Linked DNA regions of Rattus norvegicus: region 1 is linked to region 2. The links are chromatin contacts, called in public Hi-C maps. All regions are on one chromosome and are shown on one strand. Each heading gives the region's core, a stretch centred on a gene start, on an enhancer-like site or on the middle of the called end of the contact. The rest is flanking DNA. Distances are from core to core; before and after follow the strand shown. Region 1 has its middle 95 kb from the start of Fam124b. Region 2 holds the start of Mrpl44 (mitochondrial ribosomal protein L44).

Evidence for each region. Hi-C and Micro-C count contacts between places; a contact is called where the count stands out from the background.
Region 1: a contact with region 2 is called in a Hi-C map of the A7r5 cell line, with 6 times the contacts expected there. The contact joins the enhancer-like site here to the promoter of Mrpl44 in region 2. A contact is called at or near these places in 12 of 12 Hi-C or Micro-C datasets (the A7r5 cell line, the Rat2 cell line, Schwann cells and 7 more) and 1 of 1 datasets of contacts at active chromatin or transcription factors (oligodendrocytes).

Annotation. Positions count from the first base shown.
Region 1 is chr9:88,885,011-88,888,666 of GRCr8, reverse strand. No RefSeq gene overlaps it. Among named protein-coding and RNA genes, the nearest start is that of Fam124b, 95 kb to the left of the region's middle. Within about 2 kb of position 2,341, at least 2 of the 93 cell types and tissues checked have an H3K27ac peak or open chromatin away from gene starts, as enhancers often do. A contact at or near this core is called in the A7r5 cell line, where this site is marked.
Region 2 is chr9:88,552,878-88,556,654 of GRCr8, reverse strand. It overlaps Mrpl44 (mitochondrial ribosomal protein L44), which reads right to left and starts at 1,605. Exons shown (of 4, transcript NM_001031650.1): 1 at 1,409-1,605. The coding sequence starts at 1,587.

The sequences.
Region 1 (3,656 bases), core at 1,092-3,591, 330 kb before region 2:
GTTTCCTCTATCACAGCTACCTTTTAATTCTCCTTTCTTCTGCCAGGGTTGGTGATAAGTCATGAATATTCATGTCTTCAGGATTCCCCACATGATACATATTGTCAGCTGGCACTTTGGGTCTCTGTATGCAGGCCTCTGGTAAAAGGACCGAAACCTAAAACCTCTACTCAAATACTCCTTACTCAACAACAAAACAAGATGCCCCCCATTCCCCAAACAAAACCCCTAGGAATGTATTCTGGGTAAGATCTGTTGTTTTCAAACTTGCACCTACACAGGTAGACACGTTTTCAGCCACGAGACAGGATATGACTTCATGAGGGCCAAGAAGTGTGGATTTTGGAAAAACAAAATGTTTCTCTGCCACCTATAAAGGGCAAAGCGGCATCCTGGCTGATGAAGAGGTCGGATGGGCAACACCTGAACAGAGATCACTGGACTCTTCGGCAGCCTAGCAGACATCACTTGATACTGTGATTTCTTAGGTTTTCCCTTAAGAAATTTCTGGTAAGCCCCATATAGAAGTTGACAACGGAGTCACAGTCTGACTGCTGCTGAGGAAGGCAAGCATGGGATCTCCCAAGTCTCTGAAAACGTGACATAAATGTGCTCCGTTAGAGGGATGGTGAAAACAGAAGGGAGAGATAATTACAAATATGAAAAAAAATTACATTGTATAGTTAATACCATAAGTCACGTACACACAGACACACACTTATTCTTTTTGGGTTTTATCATTTTAGGTTCAGTTATTAATTATTACACTGACAGCAAATGGCCGAATGTGGCAATAGGCTTCTAATATCATTGTAACACAAAGCTTACAGTCATTTCCAAGGGCTGACCAGTTTGCGTGTGAGGAGCTGTGATGGTTTGCATATGCTTGGCCCAGGGAGTGGCATTATTAGGAGGTGTGGCCTTGTTGGAGTAGGTGTGTCACTGTGGGCATGGGCTTTAAGACCCTCACCCTAGCTGCCTAGAAGTCGGTCTTCCACTAGCAGCCTTCAGATGAAGATGTAGAACTCTCGGCTCTGCCTGCACCATGCCTGCCTGGATGCTGCTATGCTCTTGCCTTGACCATAATGGACTGAACCACTGAACCTATAAGCCAGCTCCAATTAAATGTTGTCGTTTATAAGACTTGCCACGGTCATGGTGTCTGTTTACAGCAGTAAAACCCTAAGACAGGAGCTATGTGCCAAAATAGACTAGTTTTATTTTAAAATTTACTATGCTATTAACTATTATGATGTCTATAAAATACTGCTAACTATAGTAAGTCAGTCTGCTTATAAGGAGAGAAAGGATGGTTTGAACAGGTCTGGTTTCTTAGGATCTTGCTTGTTATATGTATTTTTATTATCCATGGGGTGGGGGATGGAAGCATGTTCAAACCTGGCAAGGGTGAGGAGCAGGGGAAAACCTGGGACAATAATATAAAGGAATGGATGGAAGTGGGGGGGAGGAGAGAGAGAGAGAGAGAGAGAGAGAGAGAGAGAGAGAGAGAGAGAGAGAGAGAGAGAGACTAGCTATTCTATTATTCTATTCTTCTTCTGGAGGAGGAGGGGGTAAGCAAAGAGGAGGAGACCCTGAGGAGAAAACTTTTGCTTCCACAGCCAAACTGAGATGAGGCTTCCCATTGGACTTTGTCTACTAAGACATGATATTTATGTTTATGCAAATGTGTGCAGAGGATCAAATTTACACTGCACGTCTATATTTAGATGCCCTTTCCCCCTCACTGAATAAGGAAGTGTTTGTTCTTAGCTAGGCTAAGAACGGTAGGACAGAAGCCATACCTTTCTAGTAAAAGAGTTCCTTGGAAGGGGAAGCAAACAGTCACCAAAGGAAGGCACGTGTCCCTCTTTGGAAGAATGGGAGAATATTTGCACAGGTGCTCAAAGATATCGGATAGTTTTATTCTTAGTCATGCTTAGGATAAAGCAAAGAAATAAGGGTGTATGAATATAAAGATTAATAATATGCCAGGTTCATGAAGGATTATGCTCTGTAACTGGAGTGAGAGCTGGTGGGAGGAACCAAATTCTTGCATGACTATCCTATTAAATTCTGATGATAAAATTTACCAGCAGGGGGTGCAGCTCCCTTAAATTTCCTTTCGTGACTGACAGGTCCCTTTCAAAGAGTGTCTCTTTTCATACAAGAGTAGACTAAGTGTAAATCCATCAAGTAATCGAGATCTCATCACCATGACATTGTCTAAGATTGAGTATTTGCTGGCTGAGATGGGAGTCCAGCTGTCATCTCCACTTGCTTTGTTTTTGGCCAAGAAGGTCTGCCCCAGGCAGCTGGCTCCCAAATGTCCATCAGTGGCCACAAGGGGACAGAAGAAGATTGCGTGGAGGGGTTAATAGACCTCTATCAACGTTAATGAAAACCATCACAAACACCATCTGCCAATGGGAAGTTGATCTATTTGCTTGAAATCGCCATCATTTGCAGAGCTGCTTAAAGAGGGAGCTCTTCACATTTAAAGAGCTCGAGCATTGGTGATCTGTGAACAAACGCTCAGTGAGCTTCTCAGCAGACACTTTCTTCAAGCCCTTGCAGCTCTCCACATGTTCCTGTTCTGTTCTTTCGGATCTTTAGGAATATGGGTAAGGAGTTACAGGAAGATAAAGGACTCAAAGACAACTACAACACCAAAAACACATCCCAGATTGTGTGATGATAGCTCACAAAAGCTGGAAAGCTAGAACACACTGAACATTCTCCAGTAGTTTGGAGAATGTCCTTCCCAGGTTAGGTCAGCTGGTCTGGTCGGAGAGTGTCTCCCAACAGTACTTACTGCATATGTAATCATAGAGAGGGTGGTACCCTAGAGAGTCTGTTCAGTTTCAGGAACTTCCTGAAGTTATTTGGGGTTGTTTACTTCCTGAACTTGAGGAGTCTGCTTGAAGGATAGGATGTTTCACCCTCACTTAATCATCTCGTGTGTTAATGAGATGAGAGGTTTTTATCTTGGAGGAAACTGCTACAGGACACCAGGATAGGGGATGACTAAAGTGGAATAAAAGCAAAAGAAATGTCACCCATGGAAAAGGGAAGCTTATCTATTGAGAAAGTGAGCAGTGCCACAAAAAAAAAAAATGAGACAGGAGCGGATTTGCTAGGGTTTGGATCTTAAATGTTCCTAAAGGCCATGCGTTAAAGTCTTGGTTCCCGGCCTCTGATGCTATTGAAAAGTAGCAAAGCCTGAAGTAGGTGGGGTCCAGTAAAAATGGAAGGAAGTTGGGATATTAGAGGTATCCCTTTAAGAGGGCTCTAGGTACTCTAGACCATTCTTAATTCTTTTTTTCTTCCTAGTTGTAAAAAGGGGGTGAGTAGCTTCCTTCACAACATATTCCCACCATGATGTTCTGTTTCATCACGGGCCCCAAAAGAATGTAGTCAACTGACTGTGGACTGAAACCTTGAAACCTATGAGCCCCAATAAAACTTTCCTCTTTATACCATGATGATCTCACATATTTTGTTACAGTAACGGAAAGCTAACAGGAAGGTAAATTAGACCTCTCCTTCCCTCTAATGAAAAGTGATATGTATTCATCTTTTTTAAATGTATGTTCTCCTCATTTCCTTTCATCTCACTTTCCTCTCGGACTAAGTGGACTAAGTGTTTAAATGCCAGA
Region 2 (3,777 bases), core at 356-2,855:
ACGCAATCATTTTATTTTTCTTTTATTGTCGGGTTTTGACAGTTTAGATACAAAAAAAGAATACAGGTGAACGCTGACAGTCCTTTATCAGTCTCCATAAATGTGGATTAATTTTTTCATTTTGGCTTCATTGCCATATTAAAGAGACTGTTCACATCAGATTAGGCTGCTCTTCTAGCTTTTAAGTTCCTTCCTTCTGCTCTAACTGTGAAATAATGCTTTCCACCTGAGTATGAACAAATTATAACTATATAGATTCAGGCCACAAACTAAAAGTAATTCTATTTAGCTTATATCCTATTTATTTAAATCTCAGAAATGTCCACTTGAATTTCCAGTTACATAAGCTAGTATCAGTATTCTAAGTGTTTTAAAAGTTCATAACCATGGGTGAGAGTTGAGGCTGTTGTAATTCAGCGGTAGAGTGCCTATCTAGCAGACACAAAGGCCTGGTGTGTGCAGGTACACTACACAGTCACACACAGACAAGAATTAAAACATCTTTTCCTAGAGAAAAATATAGCCAAAACAAAACTCTTTAAAGAGAGAGAAGAAACGTAGAGAGATCTAAGTTGAAAATCTAAATTTGTTTTCTACAGTTTTTCCCAATTTTAATTCATGAATCTTAAAATACCCACCTGTCTACTGGGCAAGGGAATGAAAATTAAGACATGATTCTGAGTTTTGCTTATTAAGCCACAATTCTTTGTAATAGAAGGTGTGTTCTCACTGGTGTTAGTGTGAACAGAGGTCAATACTCTCCTGGAGGGCAATATTAAGGCAATCAAAATTTCAGCTCAGGAATAACTAGCTAGAGACAGTTTCTGCTTCACATGTGTACTAACAATCTAACGAAAGTCAAATGCCAGTGCAACTGTAAGAATGAAGTCGACCTTCGTGTACTTTTGTCCACAAAGACAGAGTAAACAGAATATGCAAGATGCAGGATCATATATGAGCATGATGCACTTAATAAAAACGTGTGGAGTTTTTTGTTGGTTGTTTTCATTCGTCCTCCCCCAGCCCTCAGGCAACAAGATTAATTAGATCAAAAACCTAAACTTTTACCCTCTTACTCCAGGCAGTGGACACGAAATTCAGTTTACATAGAACTAAATTTTTCTGCCCTGGTACGCAACGCTGTAGAATGAACGATCCTATTTCTCTTAAAGGTACCCAATTGGCCTGAGATTAGGAAGGGACAAAATTGGGCCAATTCCAATTACAAGCAGTTACCCTCTGTCGGATCCCACTTATTTTCGGCTAGTGAGATTCTGCAGGGGGCAGCCCGGCCTCTGTCGCCCAGTTCCTCTGCCCCAGGCCGGTGGCGGACACGTCCCCACCGCAGTTGCAGGCAGGCAGCTGCAGCCCAGTGTCCTCAACCATTCGACCCTCCCGAGACGCCTACCGTCGCACCGGCGGTGGCGGGCTGCGTAGCAGGCGCCATCGCTCCAGCTCCTTCTGGAAGCGGAAGGCGGCACGGAATCCCTTCTTCACTCCCCGAACTGGAGGAACCAACGTAGGGGCGGCCGGAGCCAAGAGGCGGCGAGGGCCCTGCTGCAGCAGCCGGAATACAGCAGAAGCCATGGCAAGAACAGGGCAATGGAGAGCGGAAGGAAGACAGCCGGACCGGTGTAGTGGGAACGCGGTTGCCCGGAAACTGGTGCAGCAACAGAAAGAGGCCTCAGTGCTGCAGGACACCCAAGAAAGTGCGTGACTAGCATAGTGCGCATGCGCAAGTGCTTCTTTCTGCCCATTCTATAAATATGGGTGCAGAAATTATTGGGAGACAGTTGCTTGACCCTGTCAGTCTCTCTTGTGTTTATTTCTCATTAAAGCAAAAACAAAAACTAGTTTCGTTTTCGTTTTAATAAAAAAGGCAACAATGTCCCTGCGGTCACCCAGTTTAGACTCCAGGGTCTTTAGGTGTGCCTACTTTCACAGCTTGTTCTGGTTACTAAATTATTTTTTAATTTATTTCCTTCCTCTCTTTGGTTATTGTAATTGGTTTCCAAACAAGACTAGTATCTGTCTTCCTGCCCAGGAAATGTATTTTCACCTGCTTTGAAATACTGACCAAGACATGTTACTGCCCAGTTAGGGTGTTTATGCTAGGATTGTGCACCCTCGTTTGAGCTTTTTCAAAATGGAGAATCTGAATGGCTATAAACGAGCTTCTAACAGATATCTGGTTGAAGCAAATTTTCTAAAACAAATCAAAATGATATTAAAAGCATTGAAAATTCGTGGACCATCAGATAAATGGATTCCAAGAAACCACAGGGAATTTTCATTTCTGCAACATAACATTTATTGGTAGAATTAATCTGAAGCTGGTTGATGTAACTGATGAACCAGCCTGTCTCATCTTTGACTTGAAAGCCATCTTACAATAAAGACAAACTACATTTGTACCTGTTTATGATTAAATCTCTGTTTCTCAAAGACTAGGCTATACCCCACCAGTCACCTTAGCTACAGATGGTTCTGTACTGCCTGTTCCAGGAATAGCAACCATGCATTTGTTTCAAAAGGTTATCGTGACCACATGTTGTTATGACCACTTTGCAACCACATCTTTGTTTCAGGAGGTTATTACAACCAACTTCTTGTGCTTGTGTTTTGTGTCTGTAACTCTGCCTATTTGCCTGCCAAATCCCACATCTGGAAACCCCCTACTCTGGACTACAAAAAAAACCTCTTATCTTCCCTAGATCTAATGCTGATCTCTTGAACCGCACCTTCACTGAGAGGCAGCCAATGTACACAAATTTTAAAGATTTGCTTTAATTAATAGCTTTCTTTATTTAACTTGGCCATAATGATTTGAGTTGGGGGTCTTTCTCCTCATATCTGTGGGATTAACAGTAATCACAAGTTTAATAAAGTTAAGGAAGAAGACCCACACACATCGAGGGTTCCCATTCAGATCCCAGATTAGGAACAAACCACACCCAAACACCTGTTTTCACTTTATTAAGTGGAGAAGAAAAATTAAAGTTGCTGCTTTCTGACTCAGGCAGAAAAACAGTAGCAAATGTTGCGGTTTAATTTTTAAGAATAAAAAAAGAGAGGGCTGTGTTAGGGTGGATGATGTATTTTGATTGGGCATTTTAATTAGGTGAGCCAAAGGGGGCTTATGATTGCCGGACTCCAATACTTAGATAGCTGGACCTTGGTGGTCAGTCTCAGGAAGAGGAAGTGGACAAATAAGGGAATAGACTAGCTATAGGAATGTGGCAGCCAGGTTTAGGAATGTAGTCTAATGGGTTTAACAAGACAGAGGGATTGGAGAAGGACAGGCCTACCAAAGCCATGCTGCCATAGTCCCTTCAGTTAAAGTGCTGTGTCTCTATGTGCAGAGGCTCTCGGCAACAACAGCTATAAAAATAACCTGTAATGGCTCAAGCAGTTTCTCCACTAATGCCCCACAAGAAGCCCAGAATTAATGTCTGTGTTCAGCTTGCTGTCGTTCCATCGGTGTAATCACTTTAAGACTAGTAAAGGCTTATTTGGTGTGCTGGCTATTCTTGGTTGTCAACTTGCCTACATATGGAATTAACTAAAACCCAAATGGCTGGACACATCTGTGAGGGTTTTTTTTTCCCCTAATTAAGTTATTTGAAATGAGAAATTCCACTTCCAACCCAGAGTTTTGAGGTGGGAAGATGCACCATTAATCTGCCCCACACCTTCTGCTGGAAGCCTGTAGAAAGGACATGGAAGAAGGATGTTTGCTTTCTTTGTCCACTTGCCCTTGCTCTTGCTGGCAAGTTG